2 separate regions of the Rattus norvegicus genome follow, and region 2 is linked to region 1. A link is a contact called in public Hi-C data. All regions are on one chromosome and are shown on one strand. The core of a region is the stretch at or near the end of the contact, and the rest is flanking DNA. Distances in the headings are between cores, read along the strand shown.

Region 1 (4,248 bases), core at 1,053-3,552:
ATTTGCTATGTGAAAGAGAGGCGAACACAGTATAGCATAGATACTAATTTTCAAAAGTAGAACAAAACACTTACTATGTCACAAAGCTTGTGCTTTGTGACAGTTTGTCATGCTTTCCTGTAATGAAGTCGCAGTACTAATTAATAGTCTCCATGTAAGGAGCCAGAGGTTTGAAGATCCTTCCGATGTAGTTTAACTTGCCTGGAAAATCAACTTTCTGCTTTCAAGGGAAGCCTGTGGAGGGTGCTTAAATGTTAAGTCCACTGCTCCTCCAGGAGCTTCCAACTTCAAACAGCACAATGAGATGGAGGCTTTTTGAACCACGGTGCCCTTTTGCATTAGAATAGTTCTCTGCTGCTGTACTGAAGAACTTACCAGAAAAATGCAGCCAGTTATTGGGTTAAACATACACTTTTGAAAGGAGTTTATTTTTGTGTGTGAGGAAGTATCTTTAATTAGCTAGATATTTCATTAGTCTGCTATTGTCTACACTGTATCCTCTATGTTATGGTACTCTGTGAACTTTCTCTTCCTCCAGTCATAATATTAAAAAAAAATTTTTTTTATGTTTTACACGATCTACAGTACTCCTGGCCATGCAATCTTTCAATATTTTGGGGAGACATAGGGGTGATGTGTATAACTAGTTGATATATTTAATCTTTAGCTTTTTGGGTGTGGTCCCAATATCTAGTACCTTTTCCCCTAAGTATCAATTCTTTGTTAACCTATATTTTTACTATGGAAAAGTATTCTAGAGGCTCAAACCTTAACCTAAGTATCCTTATCAGTCTCTGCTCTTGCTTCCTGTGCAGCTGAAACTCTTCAGGATAAGTGAAGTCACCCGCTATCGGTCAGGGGAGCCTAATGCATTTGGGAAGTTGTTTTTGGTTTACTTGCTAATGACCTGGATAAAGTCCAGTAAGGTGTGGAGGAGACCCTGGAGGGAAGGAGGGGGTATTCTCGAGAAAGCTGTCCCCTTGGTAAATTTGTCCAGATTGACTCGAAAGTTAATGGCCCCGGGATAAAGTCGAGATTTCAAAAACTTGTAATTATTTTATTACTAACATTGGAGGTTCCTTTCGGCTCACGTTCTAACCTAGCCCTCCTGGCTCTCAAGGCCAAAAGCTTTGTACATTCTGGGCGGGCAGGAAGCGCACGCTGGGATCGAGGCTTGCAGACATCCTGGATCGTGGCTTTTACGCGTGAGTAACGGAGGCGCGCGCGGACCGGAGCAAGGATGAGGTGGCTACTGCGAATCCAAAGGAGGGGGTGGGGGGAGTCACTAGAGCAGCTCTTAGGGTCGCGCTCCTATTGGTCAGAGGGAAGATCTCGACTTCAGAAGGACTTTCCTGTTAGCTGCCTTGCAGCCTCCCGGGGGAGCGAGCGCGCAGCAGCCCAGCGTCCCCTCCGAGCGTCCTCTTTAGCAACAGGGAGAGAGGCAGGGAGCCGCCGCTCCCCGTGTTGTCTTCCCTTTCATGCAATAAAGAATTGTCATTAGGTTTGCGTATGGCATGTGCCATTACCCCACCGTAAAACTAAAATTAGCAAAATGTCAGGAATGGAAAGATTGATTCACCAAGATGCAATTATCATTTAAAAGTGCTTGATTGAGGTACTGATGTTCAGTGATTTATTCTGCATACCATATACATAATTAAAGTAGTGTAGTGGAGTAATTTATCAATCTAGTTGAGACTGGAGGGGTGAGGAGGGAGCTGCAGTATGTTTGTTTTATTAAAATGCTGCGAGGTTCTAGTCCCGCCCCCCTTTTGCAAGAGTGAAACTGATGATTTCCCCAGCTCGAGAGGAGAGTCAACGGTTTGGGCTGGTAGGGATAGAAAAACGGAAAGGAAAAGGCAGCGCCAGGAAAAGGCAAGAATAAAATGAATTGGGGGACGGGGGGAGCACTGGCGCGTACGTGCTGCTTAGAACCCCCGTGTGCTCAGTCTTGCTTGCCGCCCCCGCGTCCCCTCCCAGTATCCTTACATTCCCCCCCACCCCCCCCACCCCCCCCCCCCGCTCTTTCACAGGACGTATCTAAGGCTGGGAGCTGCTCTCCTTTTCCCATTCGTCTCCTGTCACTTCCTTCCTGGACGCAGTTTTCTGGACAAGTCTGGCTACTTTTAATCCCACCGGCCACAGAGAGCCACTTTCTCCTCCTCTTCCACCTCCTCCTTCTCTTCCTCCACCTTCCTCCTCCTCCTCTTTCTCCTCCTCTTCCAGCGGCTTCGGTGCGCGCGCGAATGCGCAATCCCGCGCGCGCCCTCCCCTTCCCCCCCCCTCGAGTGCGCACACACGCACACTTCGTCTCCAGCTCTCAGCTCACTCGCCTCGCAGTCACAGACACTTGAGCACACGCGTACACCCAGACATCTTCGGGCTGCTATTGGATTGACTTTGAAGGTTCTGTGTGGGTCGCCGTGCCTGCAGCTTTGAATCAGGTGGAGAAGTACTTCAAGGCTGGACGAAGTAAAGATTATTGTTATTTTTTTTTCTTTCTCTTCCTCTCTTTTAAGAAAGGAAAATATTCCAAGGACTAATCTGGTCGGGTCTTCCTTCATGTAAGTACCTCTGACATTTCACCAAAAGAATAGAAATAGTCTGTGTATTGTCTCTGAAATCTGCACGGATCTCTTCCAGACACCGGGTCTATCCAACTCCTTTCTGGAAGGCTTAAGTTAAGGCTTGTTGTGCATTCTTTTCTTTAGATTCTACGATTTCCTTGTGTGTGGCTGAAAGTAACTTTTTAGATGGTAGCATCGGTTTGCCATCTGCTATTGAAATCACATCTGACTGTTCCTGTCACATCAGTTTGTTTAAAGTTTCAAGAAGTTAGTTCACGTCATTAGCGTGTTCAGTAGGGTGGAGAATGTGGATCTTGGTGGATTTTACTATTTCACAGACTGTTCTGTGACCTTGAAGTAGCTGTCTTAAAATTTAGCTGTTAGTTCACTATGGAAAGATGTTCCTATGAGTTGCCCCCAAAGACTGATTTGCCCTGGGTTTAGATTCTGAACCACTAGTCCTTGGAATGACTTTAAGCTACAGCAGGGCTGCCTGCCAGAGTCCACCTTTTGTGCATCCTCTTCTTTCACCAAAGTGCATGCTTGTGAGAGTTTAATTGGTGGGGACCAGAAGCAGTTGCCCTGGCCATGGGAGCCCGTGCACTGCACAGTTCATGTTTGTATTCCAGCATGTGCATTGTTGTTTAGATCAAGGGAAATATTAAGCCACTTAAAAACAAACAAGGCTAAGTCACTTAGCCCGCCTTCTGTTTGGACTTTGGATGAAAGTTACGAAACTAAGTGACAAAGTTGGCCATAAAGAAAGTCTATAGAGATGGGACACATTTCTTATTGTATTATTGCGTATTATGCAAGTGCTTGAGTGCAACGCTAATGTGATTTCCTTTCCAGAACAAGGCTACCAATTCTTAAGGAAAATGTTCTATCTGAGCCATTTTGAACTGTTCTAGATGCTATAGTTATGAACCTTTTCCCTCACATTTTTGAAATGGATGTCTTCTGTATGAAATACTTGGTATGTAAATGCTGACAGTGTATGTAGAATCAGGCTCTTTGCCAATTCTTTAACTGGTCCTCGGAGGAGAATTGCTTTGACACAAAGTGCATTTTACTATTGTTAATGTGATAGTAACTCTAACGGTAACTGCCTTATGAAATCTGTAGTGACTGTATGTGTTCTCTAAGTGCTGTAAAGAAAACTCTAGTTGCCTTTCCACGCCTTTCCAGAAGAGTGACCCAGCTCCCTTCCACTGGCACCTTGCAATGGAATTGTGTTGCAGAGTAAAAATGTTTGTGTGGTGCATAATAATCCCCCTCCCCTAGAGACTTACTAGGTAGGACATCAAATGTGACCACCTGTGAGCCGCACTTAACCTTGCAGCCATACCGACTTTAGCTTTAAGTGGATCAGCAATTTTCAATCTATAGCTAAAAAATCTCATTTAATTTTAAAAATAACGTCAGTTTGCCCAGTCTTAAAAGTAATTCAGTATTTATGAGGATGGCACAAATGATATGTTTGTGTAGCTGTTGATTCAGTTACAAAAATGCAGGCAGTAAACCACATTGTCATCTACTACAAGCATAATATTAATTACTGAGTTTGAAAGTAGTCCTAAAGCAAGTGCGTGGTCGGTAAGATGAGTTGTCCCTATGTCCCATCTCAAATGGGGAAAAAAAATTCCTTCAATCTATGAGTTTTTCTACTATTTGAAGGATT
Region 2 (4,248 bases), core at 714-3,213, 140 kb after region 1:
TATTTACAAGGCTAGCAGAAGATTCAGAACAGCCAAGTCAGAGAATCCAACACCCTCTCCTGTCCTCCTCAGGGACCTGCACACATATGCCCAAACTCACACAGAGACATACACATATGCACATCAATAAAAACAAATGAATCTTTTTTTAAAAAAATTAGGCTGAGTGATACATGCACACCTATAACCCAGCACTTAGAAGGCTGAGACAGGAGGATGAAACATTTGAGCCCAGGCTGGCATATGTAATGAGACTGCCTCACAGGGAGGGGAAAGCTAAATAGAGTAAGAAAACCTAATTTTATTGGGGTGGCAGAGTGAGAGGAACTTAAATAAAGCTATCCACATTTTATCTCTGAGCAATCTGAAGGAAGGGTAGCTCTCTCAGATTAAAACGCTACATAGCGGGGTCAGAAGTACCTCAGAGGACGTGACAAGGTACCGACGTGCCTGGACCGCCCTCCCCCTACCTCATTCTCACTCGCACCTGTAGTCTCAAGTCTCACAATTATCTGTGGCTGTATTTCGTTCACGAGAACAAGCTACCGTATTACAGTTAAGTGATATTAATGCTGCCTACTCTTGGCAAGAAAGTAGCTCCGGTAGCAGAGATGGCCAATCTGTTGCAGTCCGTGCCACAGTGAAGTGAATTTGAGATGAAGACACCATGTAGAGCTCTGGGCTGCAGACTTAGTTCCACTAGCTACCCAGCTCAGAATAAGTCTGTGTTAAAGTGTAAATGAAATCCCGCCACCAGAGAAGGTGTTCAGTCATGGTAAAGAATTACCAACAAATAGACACTCCTTTTTTTGTGGGGAGCAAGACACTGTGAAACTTCTGCGTGGCCACTGATATTGGGAACGGGGACAAAGGAGAGGTTGTGATGACATCAAAGACACATCATCTCATTCTTATTACTTTCAACTTAATTTATATAGACGAGTTACCTATGGAACCCAACTCACTGAATTTTTAGGAGGTTCCCACTCTGTTGTGTTTAGAGGAGTGTAAGCTGAATGTCCCAGAGTGAAGAAAAGTATTTATTGATAAGCTGTGTCACTTCGAAGCTCCTTATTGGCATTCATTATTAAGCGCTGGTGTGATCCACGGCAGAAGCATTTAGTTAAATGTTAGTGAAATGGCTTTTCTTACCCAGAGCAGGAAAACTCTTCCAGAAGTCAAAAGATGATTTCCTCAAACATCAAAATGAATTGTGAAGTAACTTTGAACCAGTATAAAATAGTCCACTATTATGGAGCCTTTGAAATACAGGTGTTTTCCTGTCTCCCACCTTAATACGGCTTTGATTTAAAGACAATTTAATTAAAAGTCTTAGAAAATCAGAGAACTAATATAGACTAAAATAATAAGCTTCAGATAAGTAGTTCCACGGATAGACAGAGATTGAAAACTGTGTGCACTGGGATTGGCATCTGTATCTGAATGTGCAGACTGCCTAAACCAGAAGGGCTCATTAAAGCAGCAAAGAGCCCCCTTGATAATGTCCTCCATGTTAGCTCATTTACTAATAAGAAGGGGAAAGTCATCCCTTGCCAGTAGGTGGTGCTTTTGTATAAAACATTACTCAAAGATAAATTCGTTTCTGACTAATTTTCTATCTCTGTACATCTTAACCCTGTGTCACATCCCCCAAAGGCCAGCCCCACGTTATCCCACTGCAGTCTCTGAAATGCACTCACTGTTCAGAAAGACACTAGCCCACACGTAGTTCTCTCCGTCAGGGAGCAGCATACTTGCATGCATTAATAGGTAGGCTTGCTTCCTTTTGTTTAAAACCGGTGTCTCTGTACATATAATTATTTTCCGCGAGTATCCCGCAATTAAAGAGACTGCAGTACCTTCTTGATGGTGTAGCTGGATCAGATTGACTCTGGATGTGCATGTCATGAAGCAAGAACAAAGCAAAACAGAGAAACAAACAAAAATCGTAATGCTGATGCCAGCAGAGTGAGCACGGTTCGGCCTGCTCAGTCATCAATCCCCAGTCCACACTTAAGACTTAAAGCTTTTCTCTGAGGCTAACTGTTGTCCAGAGTCTCCCAGAATGCACTGTCTGCAAATCAGTGATGATTAGAGCCATAGTGATGGCTCACTCCTCCTTCTTCTCCACATGCTTTCCTTCACAAACAACAGATTCGCCGTTAACATTATTATAAGTAAGACAAGCGTTACCTTAAGCAACCATCGTCACTGCTGCTTAGCCCTGTTAAGATTAAAGGAATTGGGAACTACAGACAGGATTTTCATTCTAGACAGCTGCAAATGATAAAGTCCAGTTAGGTATCAGTTTTAGGGAGATGATTTTTGAAACAGTTTTTAAATTTTCTGCATATAATATTCAGTCTTTCTCCCTCCTTCCCCCCCCCCAAGCCTGACATCAGTTATATATAATTATACGGCGTTTGATGTGTGCTGTTCATTTGAGATTCTTACTGTTCGTTTTCCCTTAGTAATATATATCTCCAGTTATATGGGCATATCAGTTAGAGAGAAATTCTTATCAATAATGGGTTTTTTAAAAATAATCTCAAATACACAGACACTGATAAACCAAGAGAGTGCCATTCAAAGTCAAACACTGTCTCCCAAGGTTCAGAAAAGAACGGAACTAGTATAGGGGGAAATTCCATGAACGCAGAATGACTTTTGTACCTTTTGTACCGTGTCTTAATCCTTTATGAAAGGGTAATCTATACAGTTACAGAGTATTTTAGAAGCTGGAGATGATCCCCGAGGCCTGGGCCAGTTAAGTGGTGTATTTACCCCCAGGCAGGAGCATTCTCCGTGGCTCTAGGCGGTGCCGCCCCGCAGTGCCTAGCTGCACTCTCATTGTGGGCACGCACTAGAGTCTATGCAAGTCTTTTAAGCTGCTATGTTTGTAATGTGAGTTCCTGGGGCCTGCAGGCCTCCTCCATCTGTAACTGGGTTTCCTTTCCTCCTACAGAGCTTGCACTAGCACTCATTTATCTCAGAGTTCAAATCTCTCCCTGCCTTCTACTCAAAGCCTCAACATCAAGTCAGAACCTGTTTCTCCTCCTAGAGACCGTACCACCACCCCATCGAGATACCCACAACACACGCGCCACGAGGCGGGGAGATCTCCTGTTGACAGCCTGAGCAGCTGTAGCAGTTCCTACGATGGGAGCGACCGGGAGGATCACCGGAACGAATTCCACTCCCCCATTGGACTCACCAGACCTTCGCCGGACGAAAGGGAAAGTCCCTCAGTCAAGCGCATGCGGCTCTCTGAAGGATGGGCAACATGATCACATTATTACTTAATAGTTTTTTTTTCTTGCAGTGTGTGTGTGTGCTATACCTTAATGGGGAAGGGGGGTCGATATGCATTATATGTGCCGTGTGTGGAAAAAAAAGTCAGGTACTCTGTTTTGTAAAAGTACTTTTAAATTGCCTCAGTGATACAGTATAAAGATAAACAGAAATGCTGAGATACGCTTAGCACTTGAGTTGTACAACAGAACACTTGTACAAAATAGATTTTAAGGCTAACTTCTTTTCACTGTTGTGACCCTTTGCAAAATGTATGTTACAATAGATAGTGTCATGTTGCAGGTTCAACGTTATTTACATGTAAATAGACAAAAGGAAACATTTGCCAAAAGCGGCAGATCTTTACTGAAAGAGAGAGCAGCTGTTATGCAACATATAGAAAAATGTATAGACGTTCGGACAGACCCGGCAAGGGGTGGCCACTGGTTAATGTTAGGAACATGCCGGTCACCTAACATCTGAGCACGCTCACAAACCTGCAGGCATATATCATTGGCGTATGGCACTCATGCAAAAGGATCAGAAACCATTCAAAGAGGACCATACCCACTTTAAAAGAAAAGGAAAAAAAAGTGTGGTGTTTGAGAGCTAACGTATTTAATTAAATAAATAAATCTGGGTCTGCATCTCTTATTAAATAAAAATATAAAAATATGTACATTACATTTTGCTTATTTTCATATAAAAGGTAAGAAAGAGTTTGCAAAGCATTTGTGGCTTTTTGTAGTTTACTTAAGCCAAAATGTGTTTTTCCCCTCAATAGCTTCGCTACTATTTTAAACAGTCCTGTAAACCCCACCAAGGACTTTTTGTATAGAAAGCACTACCCTAAGCCATGAGGAACTCCATGCTTTGCTAACCAACATAACTGTTTTCTCTTTGTAGAAGTTTTGTTTTTGAAATGTGTATTTCTAATTATATAAAATATTAAGAATC

The links. Hi-C and Micro-C count contacts between places; a contact is called where the count stands out from the background.
Region 2: a contact with region 1 is called in a Hi-C map of frontal cortex, with 3 times the contacts expected there. The contact joins the enhancer-like site here to the promoter of Mef2c in region 1. A contact is called at or near these places in 6 of 12 Hi-C or Micro-C datasets (the A7r5 cell line, the Rat2 cell line, Schwann cells and 3 more).

Annotation. Positions count from the first base shown.
Region 1 is chr2:15,726,713-15,730,960 of GRCr8, forward strand. Mef2c (myocyte enhancer factor 2C) reads left to right here and starts at 2,303. Exons shown (of 11, transcript NM_001399397.1): 1 at 2,303-2,564.
Region 2 is chr2:15,863,873-15,868,120 of GRCr8, forward strand. It overlaps Mef2c (myocyte enhancer factor 2C), which reads left to right. Exons shown (of 11, transcript NM_001399397.1): 11 at 2,966-4,248. The coding sequence ends at 3,287. The region is part of intron 1 of LOC103691412 (a long non-coding RNA gene); the gene reads right to left. Among named protein-coding and RNA genes, the nearest start is that of Mir9-2hg, 56 kb to the right of the region's middle. Within about 2 kb of position 1,964, at least 14 of the 93 cell types and tissues checked have an H3K27ac peak or open chromatin away from gene starts, as enhancers often do.